Linked DNA regions of Rattus norvegicus: region 2 is linked to region 1. A link is a contact called in public Hi-C data. All regions are on one chromosome and are shown on one strand. The core of a region is the stretch at or near the end of the contact, and the rest is flanking DNA. Distances in the headings are between cores, read along the strand shown.

The links. A called contact is a pair of places that touch in the nucleus more often than the background predicts.
Region 2: a Hi-C map of liver shows a contact between it and region 1, with 4 times the contacts expected there. The contact joins the promoter of Sdhb here to the promoter of Rcc2 in region 1. A contact is called at or near these places in 1 of 12 Hi-C or Micro-C datasets (liver) and 1 of 1 datasets of contacts at active chromatin or transcription factors (oligodendrocytes).

What each region holds. Positions count from the first base shown.
Region 1 is chr5:158,275,943-158,282,508 of GRCr8, reverse strand. Rcc2 (regulator of chromosome condensation 2) reads right to left here and starts at 5,033. Exons shown (of 14, transcript NM_001427820.1): 1 at 4,893-5,033; 2 at 3,985-4,125; 3 at 3,218-3,505. The coding sequence starts at 3,496. It overlaps LOC120103022 (a long non-coding RNA gene), which reads left to right and starts at 4,492. Exons shown (of 4, transcript XR_005505069.1): 1 at 4,492-4,628.
Region 2 is chr5:158,542,474-158,549,293 of GRCr8, reverse strand. Sdhb (succinate dehydrogenase complex iron sulfur subunit B) reads right to left here and starts at 1,360. Exons shown (of 8, transcript NM_001100539.1): 1 at 1,269-1,360. The coding sequence starts at 1,340.

The DNA of each region.
Region 1 (6,566 bases), core at 3,784-6,283:
ATCCCTGTGGCTCCTGAAGCTTTCAATGCCCACCAGTCAGGTATACAAAAGCCCCACCCTTCTGAGAAAGATCTGTGGACAACCTTGCCTGGCTTCCCATGAAACACACCAACTGCCACCCTGGCTCCAGCTTCTCCAATACGGACCCCATTGTCACAGCTCGGTGACTGTATCCGCTGCCAGAGCCTACACACCTGCTTGCTATTAACCTAACCATTCATTCCTCCATAGCTTGAATTCTTCCCTTCTTATGAAATAAGTTTAATTAGTGCGATTCATAATGTCTTTTCAATCAAAGCCCTTGGCAAAAAAACAAAAAAAAAAAAACAAACAAAAAAAACAAAGACAAACCAAACCCTCATCCACAGACTGTTAGCAACCTGTTCTAAGCCTGCTGGCCTTACTGGGGGGAGAGGGGGATCCCAGTGAGTAAATGGATCTTAGAGGGCTTGGGGGCTCAGTGGAAGAACTTGTGCTTAGCCCTGGGTTCATTCCCAAGCATCAAAAGGATGAGCGGACAGACAGAGGAAGGGAGGGAGGGAAAAAAGGAGGAAGGTCGAGAGAGTGGAAGGCAGGAATGAAGGAAAAAGAGCAAGCAGAGGTTTCCCTGCTCTCCGAGGGCTAACCCAGCCTCCGATGTGACTGCATTAAAACAGCCTACCCGGCAAACCCCAATAGTCCAGGTCGGGTGAACTCCACCTCACCTAGAGCTACCCACCCCTTGCCTGGTCACATGTGACCTGGGTGCAGATGGGCCAAGGCAGAAAATGCACCGAGTGTCTCCAATTAGCAAACTGGGGTTTCCTGGCCACAACAGTTTCTTAGTTACCGCCCAAATACACTTGGTGAGTGAGGCTGAGAGCCAAGCTTTTCACACATCCATTTAGGAGAGGATGCTCTGGGACTAGGAGGACCAGAGAGCAAGATGCTGGCAACAATCGTCCCTGAGGGCTACCAACCCTCCTCCCACTTCAGGCTTGGCCTTCCACTGTGTTCACTAAGAACAGACAATGTGAAGTGTCTCAGGGTCCATAAGACCTTAGCAACTCGACTTTAAAAAAACAAAAAAGAACCAACAAAGAGCTGGGTGCCTGTGCCTGAGTCTCAGGTCTTTCAGCCTGTCTTTCCTAGCGCGCCTAACTCTCCCCGAACAAGGCTGCCCTTCCCAAGCCCGGCACAAGGTACGGAAAAGTGATGCTGAGGGCCCAGTGGCAGGGGAGCCTCCTGCAGGGAGAGGCTTGAGTCTGCTCACCTAAGTAGCTTTTTTGAAAATCCAGAACAAACAGTGCTGGGTCTGCCTAGCAGAGGGAGACCACCCGACAAGTCTGCTGGCCTAAACCTGTGGGAATGAACCTGGCTGCAAGGCTGTGATCTTGACCTTGAACCATGAAAGTGAAAACTTCCCAGGTGCAACAGCCAGTATTTTCTAAATCCCCGTAGGCCCCTGCGTCCACCTATCCAGTGACCCTCTGACTGACCAGCACAGAGGTGCTACTGTGATAGCACCTAGCTTTAAGGGGATAGACCCACAGCTCTTTCACGTTCCTTTTCTACAGGCATACGGGAAGTTAGCTGTCCACATAAAGCAAGTACAAACTGCAGGGGACTGCCTCTTCTCGGAGATGGCATCTCCTAGTAGGACACAAGGTGCTGATTGCAGTATAAGACTCTTGGAGACAGAGGCCTCTGTGCCCCTCCTACACCCGTCTTCCGCTCCTCCTGTGCACCCCTGAGAGGGTTAACAGTCTGCAGACCACAGAACTCTGGCAGAAGTCTCAAAACCCGGACAAAGAGCTGAGGGGACTATTTTACATATCAAAGCAAGCACTGGCCACTGAGCTCTCCCGGCATTCCTCACACTACCTGTTACAGAGACCTCCCGGCGAACAAACCCCGCCCCCTTACCCTAAACTTAATCCAGCCCAGGGGTCAGGCTCTCCTCTCCCCGTAACTGCCCTTTCCCCATATAACCCAACCATTTTGGCCACCCCTCCCTCTTTTTGTGCCGCTGGCCAAGGCACCTGGTTCCTCTCTCCCCTTTTCCTCACAAGGCTCAGCGCCAGGACTGTCCCCAATGTCCCTGCCTGTGTCTCTGTCTAATCCATAATAAACGTTCTCCTCTACCATACCTCGGAGAGTCATGTCTTATCAGTTTGTTTTCATTCACAAAATAATCCAACTTCACGAGGCTTTCCTAAACTTCACAACCCGATACAGCAAAGGAAAGGCCCCAACATGTCCAACTTCTTAACCTTGTCCAAATCCACTAGGCAGCTTGTGGGTACCCCTTCCAATACTCTGGCTAATAAGTAAGTTCGTTCTACCTGGCAAGCCTACCTCTTCCAGGGCTCCCCTGCATGCCTAGCGGAGTTTCCTTCTACCGCAAAATGGTTAGGACTCTCTATCCCTCGTAGTGTGCTTGGGCAGCTAGGTGAAGTGCCCAGCTCCTTTACCCTGGCCACCTTCGCAGGACATGATTGGAAACATGGGTGACACTCTACGTGGGTCAAATTCCACCTCTTCCTTAGTGTTAATAGAGAATGTTGATGATCTACAGAGGCGGAGGAGAGAGGTGTACCAAAGAAAACTTGCTTTACAAAGTTCTGGCGGAAACTCAGGAGCCTGGGCCCGGCTCTGCGGGGCTCTTTCCCCCTCAAGCTCAAGTTCGATGGCCCAGACCGGAGCCTATAGGAGAACCGACCCCACCGGCCCCACGCCGCGGGCACCGGAGGCAGACAAAGCCCAGTGCCGCTCAGCAGGGGGTCGCGGGTGGGAGGAGGAGAGCCCCCGGGCGGGGAGGGCCTCCGAGGAGCATGCGCGCTCACACCCGCGCCGCGCGGCCCCCACCATGCCCCGCGCGCACCGGCCGGCCGACCGCGCAGGGCACACACGGAGCATGCGCGCAGCGCGCCAGGCCCCGCCCCCCCGGGGCGCCCGAGCCGCAGCGGCGGGAACCTCAAAGCCCCGGCGCGAGCCGGCTGCTCCCCGTGGACTGCCCTCCCCCCCGGAGGAGGAAGAGACGTGGGGGGGAGGAGGGGGACGGACGCACAGGGAAGGGAGGGACTGACAGCCCCCGCGAGGCCGCGCACACCCGGTCCCCCCCGGCCCGGGACCAGCTCCCCGGAGTTCCCCGCGCGCCGTGGGGGAGGGGCGGGGCGTGACCCCACGGCGCCCCTCCCCCCCAACCGCCAACCGCCCGCGCCCCCGCCCCACTCACGACGCGCTCCTTCGTGTGCTCAGGCTCCGTGATAATCGCGGCCGCGCCGGACGCCTTGCCCGCTGTCGCCGGCCTGGCTGTGCGCTTGCCGCCGCCGGGGGCCCCGTCCAGCTCCGGGCCGTCCTCGTCGCCGCTGCTGCCGCCGCCGCTGCTACTGCTGCAGCGCTCCGGCCGCTCGCGCTTCCTGCCCGCGGGGCCGCCGCGCCGCCGGGGCCCCGCGCGTGCCGTGCCGTTGCCCGAACTCGGCTCCTCCCAAGCCGCCCCCTTCTTCCTGGGCATGGTCGCGGGCTGCGGAGACACGGGCGCACAATGCACGGGCTGGCTGCGGGGCGGGGGAGGGGAGCGCAGCGCGGCGTGGGCCGCCCCACCTGCTGCTCCCTCGCCCCTCCCCACGCCGCGCGCCACGCGGGGTCCCCCCCCCGTACCCCGGCCGGGCCCCAAGCACCTGCGAGCACGCGCGAAAAGAGGAACTTTGGTGGGGCCCCAGCCCGGCCCCCGCGGCCCCGCACTCGCCCCGTCTGCTTTTTTTTTTTTTTATTGATTTTGAACAATGGGATCTCTGTCTGTCTCCGATTAAACCACGTGGATCCGCCTTCCTTCCCCTTCTTATTCATTCCGTTCCCCAACCCCCCCTTCCCCAGCGTTTTTTTTTTTAAACCTTTCTCGGGGGGGAGGGGGAAAGGAGAGGAGAGAAAAAAAAAAAAAGAGGAAAAAAAAAAACTTTCCCAGACCCTGCAAACTGGTCCCAGACGGTTTCCAGCCCCTACCTGGTTGGAGTGATGAGAAACGAGGAGGGGAGCGACTGAAAGACGGGGGTCGAGGGCTTCTTCTCTCCCCGGCCCGGACGAGGGCTCCAGCCCACTCACCAGATACACTTAAAATGTAAATACGAGCTTCCAGAACAAATGCTACAACACAAAACAGAAACACATGTGCGGCCGGGCGGCAAGCGAGCGCGCGCGCGGCGGGCGGCTAGGGGCTCCGGGCGCGCGCGCCCCCTACCGGCCGGAGGTCCCCACGGCCGGGCCGCCCACCCGAGCCTGCGTCCCGGACGCCCGGCGCCACGCCGCAGGCCCCGCTCGGCCCCGCCGCTGCGCGCTCCGCACGCACGCCCTTCCACGCAGCGGGGCCTGCGCGTCACGAGGCGTCTTCGGGGCTCGGAAGAGTGTCAGATTCTCTTGTTTTTCCCTCTGAGCGTCTAGACAGGTCACCTGAGGACACTCGCTGGAAAATAGTTGCTTTGCTCACGCAGCAGCCAACGAGGGACGTGCCCTCGTTGAGCGATCGGAATGAAAGATGAATACAATTTGAGTAACTTTCTCCTAGGCAGACGCAGGGTAGATTTGATTCGTCGTGGATGTGTCCAGAGTGTGCAGCAGGGTGCTGTTACAAATGGTCAAGTTACATAAAGGTTTGGTGTACTATGAAATTAGTAATTAGCTGGGGGGGGGGCATACTATGAAATTAGTAATTAGCATAGGTGGACTTGAAAGTACTTGTGATGGGAATTCCTTATTTCATTTTTAAAACGTTTTTACCGCGCCCCCAGTACAAGCGAGACTGGATGCAGAGGTGCTAGACGCTTAGAATACAGACCTGGAGAATAGGATCTCTGCCCAACTGGAAGGCGGAGTAAGAGGAAAGATTAAGAAATTACTGAAAGCGTGGTACTTACCCGGTACCAGGACCAAGGAAGGCGTTCCCTGGGCGAGCTGAGTTAAGAAATTTAAAGAATCCGACCTGCCAGAAGTGAGGGAGAAAACAGTTCCCCAATCCCATGGAATAGTGCAGGGTCTAGGGACCCGGGAAGAGAAGTGGCCAGAGGTGCTGGGGTCAAGGCTGAGGAGGGGCCAGCTCACGGGACCGGACAAGCCACGTGCAGGAACCAATTGGAGAAAGATCGGCTGGTACTAGGGGGAAGGTTTGAATCTCAGTATAACTTTTTCTTCTACCAAATGTTTCTTCTTCCTTTTTCTTTGGGGTTTTGTTTCGGTCTGGTGTAGCCCAGGCTGGCCTAAAAAACTGACCCGTGTAACCCAGGCTGGCATTGAACCCGATCCTCCTGCTTCTACCTCTCAAGTGCCCGAGTTAACACCGAAAGTTTCTTTTTCCGGCAACTTCTTTGGTGGACTAGAGAGTTCTAGGGTCTTTGCAGTTCGTTTCTTTATTACATCGAGAAGCGGGAGGGCGGCGGGGGTGGGGTGGGGGCGCAGGACCAAACGTTTGAAGGCAGGCGGAGAGTCCAAGAGAACCAAATCTAAGTTATTTGATCAAAGTCACGAGCCTGTGTGGAAGCACTTATGTAAAACAACTCAAAATGAAAACCAATTGGTGCGTTTCAGAGATATTAGAAGTTCCCTCTTAATAGACCTGGCAATTCGAAAAGATTGAAGAGATTAAACCGTGATGCTTTGTTACAAAACACTAGAACCAACCAGAAAAGAATTCTGCCTAAGTGTGCCGTCAGGTCTTGGTTTCAGGAAATGGCACGCCAGAGCTTGTCCTGGGGGTGGTGGCTGGTTGGGCGTTTATCCTCCCGACAACACCCTGTGTGGCCAATTAGAAACGCCGAGGGTGCCTTTAAAAGGCTTTTAGGCAGCGAGTCTCTCTCTCTCTTTCTCCTGCCCCATTATACTGCTTTCTGCCGGCGTAAAAGGCACATGCGTCAGAACCGCTGATGCAACCCGACGCTAATATCACGTTGCATCATCTGACCCAAGGTGTGGTGCTTCCAAAACTGGTTTTTCCTGAGGCTGTGCTGAGGAAGAAGAGCACTCGGGGGGGATAACACCCACTAACCAGCCCCCTTCGTCGGAAGAAAAGTGTTTTCTTCCTCTGCACGCCTCGGTGCCACTATTTCAGACCTAGGGAAAGTCCGAGTGATGCCCCTGGGTTGAGATGGGGGTGCTGGCGCACACACTCATCAGCGAGGCATGTCGGCTGCTGCTCACCTTATGTAACTAACCAGTGTGACAGAGTGAGGTGCACCTACCCGGCCAAGCAGGAGTGCTCCCTCCAACCTACACTTGCGCTTGGAATTTTTACTTCATTTTAGTTGAGCAACTGCTCGGGATAGAAGAGGAGATGAGAGCAAATTCTATGTGGGCACAATTGCCCGGCTTCCATTTGTAGGTGGAAATACAGGCGATCTTACTGTTAGTCTCTGCTGCTCCTTAATAAGGTTAAATTGGGGGGGGGGGTAGCCAGGGCCCCTCCCAGAGAGTGGACCACAGAAAGCTCCCATCGTAGTCCAAGGGGTCTGTGGTCTCATGTATATATACAATGTCACCCTCACGGAGAAAAATGCAATCCTTAGGTTTTGTTTTTAGATAGGGGCTCGTGTATTACA
Region 2 (6,820 bases), core at 111-2,610, 270 kb before region 1:
CGCTGCCTCAGCCTCCCGAGTGCTGCTATGATAGGTGTGTATGCAGAGATGCACAGGTCCACACCTTTCATCTCAGCATTTACTCCCATGTGCTGAAGGAGGAGGATCTCTGAGTTCCAGGACAGCCAGGGTTGCATAAAGACACTGTCCAAAAAGCCAAAACCTAAGCAAAACAATAACACTGTCACAGGCTGGAGATTTGTCCTAGCAGTTTGGAAGGAGCAGAGTTCAGTTCTCTGCACTCGCATGGCGGCTGATAACCACCTGTAACTCCAGTTCCAGGAAATACGGCTCCCTCTTCTCCACAGGCACACGCATGGTGCCTATACATAACTCCTACGTACAAATGGAAACATCTAAACAAAACAAAACAAAACAAAAAACAACCCACAAAAGAACCTGCCCACGATCTACAGTTTACAAGAAAGGGGGGGGGGGCGCTCAGGTTTTAAGTCACTAAGAAAGTCTCTCTCGGAGTTCCTGTTGTCCACCTGTGAAGGACTGTCCAGGAGCCCAGAAGAGGACTGAATGGTATTTGTAAATCTTTAAGGAGAGGCAGTTTCTCTCGCCTTTCTAAGTGCTTCCACTGTGTACAGCTCCCGAGGATAGGGCGTGTGGGGAGACCTATGACAGAGCCACTACAGTAGTATTAACAAAAGCAGCTCCAGGCTCTGTCTGTCATCCCATGCCATCCGTATGAGATCAGTGCCGCTACACACCCTTGAATAAACACACTTCAGGGAACCGGGTCTTGCTTGCAAACTTCTACAGTCCGCATCTTTCAGGGGTTGGGTCGTTTTCTTCTATGTCTTCCTTTCCCTGCGGGTCAAGTGCATTGTCCTCCAGAGTTCAGCGGTCTCCGACATTACCGATGCAGAACAGCCTAATCTGGAGTTGCGACCTGGTCTCCCGGGACCCGTCCCAGACAACCCGCAGGCCTCCCTTTTACACAAGGTTGGTCGAGTGCAAATATCAGGATTTGATTCTGGGTTCCAACAACAGGTCGCCCATCATATGACCTTGACCAATTCGCTTGTCCTCCCTGACCTCTGCCTTTCCGTTATCTTTTCCAACCTCCTCCCGGCCGCGACTCTCCAGCTTGGGAGAAGCGCGGGTTGGCTATCTGAAAGGATGCTCAGGGGCAGGGAGCTGGTAAGTCCTCTCCTGAGGCCTGGACCCGGGCTCTTTCCGCTTCTCCGCGGACTCTCCACCCAGGCAGCCTCGGTGACCGGCACGGTTCCCCACTGAACTACGGCTCCGGGGCTCACCTGCAGGCCGACTCTGCCGAGAGCCGTAGCCGAAAAGCCGCGCTTCAAGGAGACCCCGACCACCGCCGCCATTTTGGCTCCTGACGTCAGCCCCACCCCTTACCCTCCGGCATCCCGTCGAACACCGCGGTGGGAAGCCGGCCTCTCCCCTTGAGGTCCGCTAGCAGCCTAAGAGCCAACGAGTGGAAGGCAGCTTCCGGTATCCCGAGTAAACGGACAGGAAGTGCGAGTGTGCCGTAGCGGCCAGTAGGGCGCATGCCCACTGGGCTTCCTATGTTCCTAAGGTGACCTCTGGAGTCGGAGCAGCGGGAAAGAGGGAAGGTAGCCTGGAGGGGTGGGGCAAAGGCCAGGAGGGGCGGGTCTTTCCTAGTTTGCTGAAGGCTGTGATTTTAATCCCTCTCTACTTGCAGTCGTGTCTGTCAATCACCTGTGACTCTTGTCTGATCAGTTTTGTGCTAGAGGACCCGTCAGTCCCTCTCTGAGCGAGACAGTTGGCGAGCGATTGAGGCGGTCACAAAAATGAATGTCAAAGGTGTCGCTCATTCATTTATTCATAAATATGTACGTAAGTTGCATGCCTGGAATCCCAGAAATTGGCATGTGGAGGCAGTAGGAGAATCAAGCTCATCCTTGGCTACTTAGTGAGGTGGAGGCTATCTGGGATACTTGAGGCTCTGTCTTAAAACACACAAAAACAAAACCAAAGCAATCAAAAAGGGCACCTGCTGTGTGGCTGGCGCCAGGCTCTGGGGTGCTGTGGTAAGTGAGTTAATGGCTCACATAATTCCTTTCTAACCTTGAGGAAGATGACAATAGGACAGAGGAGTAATGCAGCTTAGGCTGGACACCAAGGAGACAGAGGCTGTCCACTGTCTTGAACTTCAGATCTTCCCGTAGGTAAAGAACTGCCGAGAGCTGGGATTATAGCTGTGTGTCACCACGCCTGGTAGTACGTGCTGGACAACAAGCACTCTACCAACCCAGCTGTGTCCTCAGATTTTGCTTTGTCAGTTTTCTTAGTCACCTGAGCTGCTTAAAGAAGAAAAAAGGGGTTGGGGATTTAGCTCAGTGGTAGAGCGCTTGCCTAGGAAGCACAAGGCCCTGGGTTTGGTCCCCAGCTCCGAAAAAAAGAACCAAAAAAAAAAAAAAAAAAAAAAAAAGAAAAAAAAAGAAGAAGAAAAAAAGTCTTGTTCATTATATGAATATACTGTAGCTGCCTTCAGACACATCAGAACAGGGCCTGTTATAGATGGTTATGAGACACCATGTTGTTGCTGGGAACTGAACTCAGGACCTCTGGAAGAACAGTCAGTTCTCTTAACCAATGAGCCATCTCTCCAGTCCACCTGAGCTGCTTTTTTCTGGCACTTTTAATGGGTTCTCTCAGAGCCCTTCTGACTGGGGATTTGACCACTTTGGGCAGGTGTGATCTTGCTATCCCAAGTCACTTGATCTCTTGAGGTACCCAGTGACTTTGCTGGTCCCAATTACCAGAGGAATGAGTTTATTACTTTCCGCTCACCTTTGGCAGAGGGAGGGCACTGTTTATAGTCTTGGGTTTCCTCACTCCCATCATTTAGAAGCCACTGGAGAAATTACCATGACAGGAGGAATGGTTAGATGAGGCCAAGTTTCTGAGAACTCACCCTGATTCTGATTTCCCTGCCAGGTGGCCTCATTAAAAAGGGTGTGGGGAGTCCTGAACCCTTGGGGTTACCTAGATTGCTCCCCTCAAGGCCATGTGACCTTTGACAACTCTTTCATCACTTCTGACTTATGGTGTCCTTGCCTGAATCAGTAGGAGTTGTGCCAGCTGATTATGATTAGCATGGTTGTCTTGTGCAACAGATGGCAAGGTTACCTTGGCTTCTTAGGGGGCCTGGCTCAGGGCTGGGATAGTTTCTTCTAGGCTACCCAAGGGACCATTGGGGCCACCCAAGTGGGCCAAGGTTGTAGGAAGACTGTCATTTCTTTGTAACTCCTCCAGGCAGTATTTCTAGAGAACTGGTCTCTTTAGCCATTTTTTTAGCCACCATGTCAAAGGCAGACACCACCCCTACGCGAATGGCCACCCTTTTTTTTCCAGGTCACCTTGGAAAAAGCAGTCAGCAGCCAGCAAAAGTGAGACTTTGATTTACAGAGGGGCTCCTGGTGCCAGTAGGCCCACACACCCTGCCGTCACATCATTCCTGGGCTTCATGGGGATTTGGGAAGCTCAACGTTATGGAAGGATAATAAATTCCTGGGCTGCTCTACCTCCGCCCTAAGCTTTGGGGTGCCAGAAAGGCACAGAGGCCATAGGATTTAAAGGTCTGCATGGCCTCTTCTGGACTTAGATTGCCAAGGTGTCCGTGCCGTGAGACCGCAGGGTTGGGGTTGGTTTGTTGCCATCTGTGTAGACAGTGATCTATTGCTTTCATCAGACATGCCACTGGGCGCCCTGCGTTTATGGAGAGCCTCACCTCATCGTCCACAAATGTGTTGGCATCAACAGTCTCCCCTGGTCCTCCCAACAACCCTGATGGGTCGGAATAACTGTCCCCACTTGCAGACAGTCTTTGAGAACTGGGAAATCTGGGCAACCAGGGTGGGAATCCTGCTCGAGGAACTTTCTACTCCCCCAGGCCTAGGCACAGAGTCTGGGAGCAAAGACCAATACCAAGCTGGGCCCGACAGCTCAGATTGCCTTGGAAATACCCAACAGAGTTGTTAGTTACAGCGCAACCTCTGCGGTATAGTGAGAACCCCTCTCCCAGTCCTCCAAAGAGAAAACGGGGGGCCAAGAGGCGGTGGTGGCAGCACACTTTCAATCCCAGAACTTGGGAGGCAGAGGCAGGTGGATCTCAGATTTGAGGCTAGCCTGGTCTAAAGAGTGAGTTCCAGGGCAGCTAGGGTTATACAGAGAAACTCAGTCTTGAAAAGCCAAAAAAAAGTGTGTGTGTGTGTGTGTGTGTGTGTGTGTGTGTGTGTGTGATCCCAGATACAGATATATTCTCTCTCTCTCTCTCCCCACCTCTCTCTAAGGTTCTAATTCCCCTTGGAAGTAGAGCAGGCTTGTCCCACCAGCAGCCTGAGATGTTCATATTTCTACTCCTACCACCACCACTACCATCCATCAAAGTCCATGGCCACTCTAGCCTCCACTTAAATCTGTCCATCTTCTTCTCTGTCCACCCTCTTCTCTGTCCACCCCTCTTCTCTGTGCAGTTCCATAACTTGGACCTGCAATGTCCTAGCTTCCTATACCTATTTATCTATTGACAAGGGCTCTTCATGTAGCCCAGGCTGGCCCAGAATTCTTAATCCTCCCACGTGCTGGGGTTGTAGGTGTGGGCCACCTACCCGCTTTTTCCTCCTCTACAGCCCTTTGCAAAAATTCAGATCCAACTTTCTCCCTTTCTAGAAAACAACCACTCTCAACAAAATATCCTCTGCTCGGGTCATCAGTACAACTTAGACTTGGTTTGAGGATATCCTGCTTTCCTGTCTTTAGGCCCAACTGGGGACATTTCAATAGAGCGGGGCATCCTCACTGAATTTATTGTTGTCTGCAAATCTGTTTTGAATTCATTCTTTCTATCTGTTTGGTTTTGTTGGGGGTGGGGGTGGTTTTCTGAATTCTTCACAGCTGTGTTGATTGCAGGGAACTTCTGGGCCAAGGTGAAGATTTGTCTCTTGTTCAGGGTCATATCCAGAGCCTGCTCAGGGGCCTGCAGCACAGCAGGTGGCTAAGAAACACTCAGCAGGCGAACAAAGTGCCTGGCTTAGGATGCAGCACACAGTAGGTACACAGTCAGGTGGGTCAGCCGGATGGAGGGATGGGGAGTAAGGAAGGTGAGCTGGTTTCTTGTCGCAGCGAGAGGAGAGATTGGGGGGGGGGGTTTGGAGCCGTGTAGAGACTCAGGCGGGCACCGTGGTGACTACTCGAGGACCAGGACAAAGAGTGTTTTTAAAGCTCATATCGAAGGGGCTGGAGAGACCACTCAGCAGTTCCCAGCACTTACCTGGTGGCTCACAACAATCTATAATTCCAAGTCTAGGGGGCCTGATGCCTCCTCCTGATCTCCCAGGGAAGCAGGCACACATGCAGGACATATATATATATATATATATATATATATATATATATATATATATATATATGCACAACATTCACACAGGAGAGTAAAGTAAATCTAAAAAATATTCACAAAAAGATCATAAAATAGGAATGTTTTGAGTAACCATTCTCTACTAGTGCTAGGAACTGAACAGAGGCATGTGTGCCTCGCTGGTGATCTGCCAGTGAGCCACATCCCCAAGCCTGTCCCTTTCCGTTTTAGCCCCATCAGCCCTTGTTGGCTTCCCTGGAGTCAGCATGAAAGACTTTCATGGTATATCAGGGCATCGGGTGATTCTTCAGGAAACAGAATAGAGAGACAGGGATAGAGAAAAAGCAAGGCAAGTCAGTGTGATCAGCCAACCAGCATCCAAACGTCCACGGGCTCAGTGTATCCTCCATAAAGCAAGTACCGTTGCATAGGCTGGGCCGGAGTCCCCCCTCCCCCCCCTGCCCGGGAGCCTCCCCTCTGGCTACTGCAGGCGTTGCCCCTTCTGTATAGCTCAATCATCCAAGCATGGCTGTGGCTTCCAAGTTTGACAAGAGGCAGACTTCTCCAGGAACATCTCCACTCTCTGGCTGGGGTATTTACTTCTAGGGTACACTTGTTCCGTATCACGAGACGCTAGAGAGACACCGGGGTAAAAGCTGGCAATTCCAGAATCAGAGCTGACACAGTTGGCAGAGCAGATGTCAGCCTCTCCACCTCCTGTCCCCTTCCCTTCCCTACTTTGCCTGGTTCTCGGAGAAGCCCTTTCCCAACTCCTAGGTCATTGAATGACATCCTCCTGACATCCCCCGTCAAGTTCATGCTGTTAATGCTGTATCTGCTGACAGCATCCACCCTTGAAGACTTTCTTGGAAGTTGGGGTGAAAGGAACCCTTTGGCTGCATTTATTCCATAGTCACTACAGCAAACCGACTAGGTGGGAATTATGGGTTTTCATTTGCTGTTGAAGCCACAGAGGGTCAAGTACTTAAAACCCTGGTCCCACAGCTGGATGGACTCTGGGCTCTGTGACTGAAAGTGCTGGCTGCAGTTACTTGCCCCTACCTCCAGGCGGCGCTCCCGGCTCGCAGCGCTGCCCAGCCCTCTCTAACAGCTGTCGCCAGTTCGCCCTTAGAAAAGGCTTATCTAAACCCCTTTCTTTCATCCTGTACAAACCCCACCATATAATTAGACCTCTCAAAATATGCTCTCTGAGTGGGAGTGAGGCAACGGGGCCACAAGGCTTCTCCCATTTCATGAACAGTCGCTTTGGAATTAACTCCTGGAGTAGAGTCACGAGCCATCCCTGCTCCAGCTGGACCAGCGTCTCACACGCTTAGGTCAGCTCAGCTGCTAGGACTTAGCAAGTGACCCAGGGCCTTCTAGGGGGACTGTGACCCACCCAGCGTCTCCAGCATACTCTCAGATTAGCAGTTCTGTGTGGGCTTCCAGATAAGCACGGAC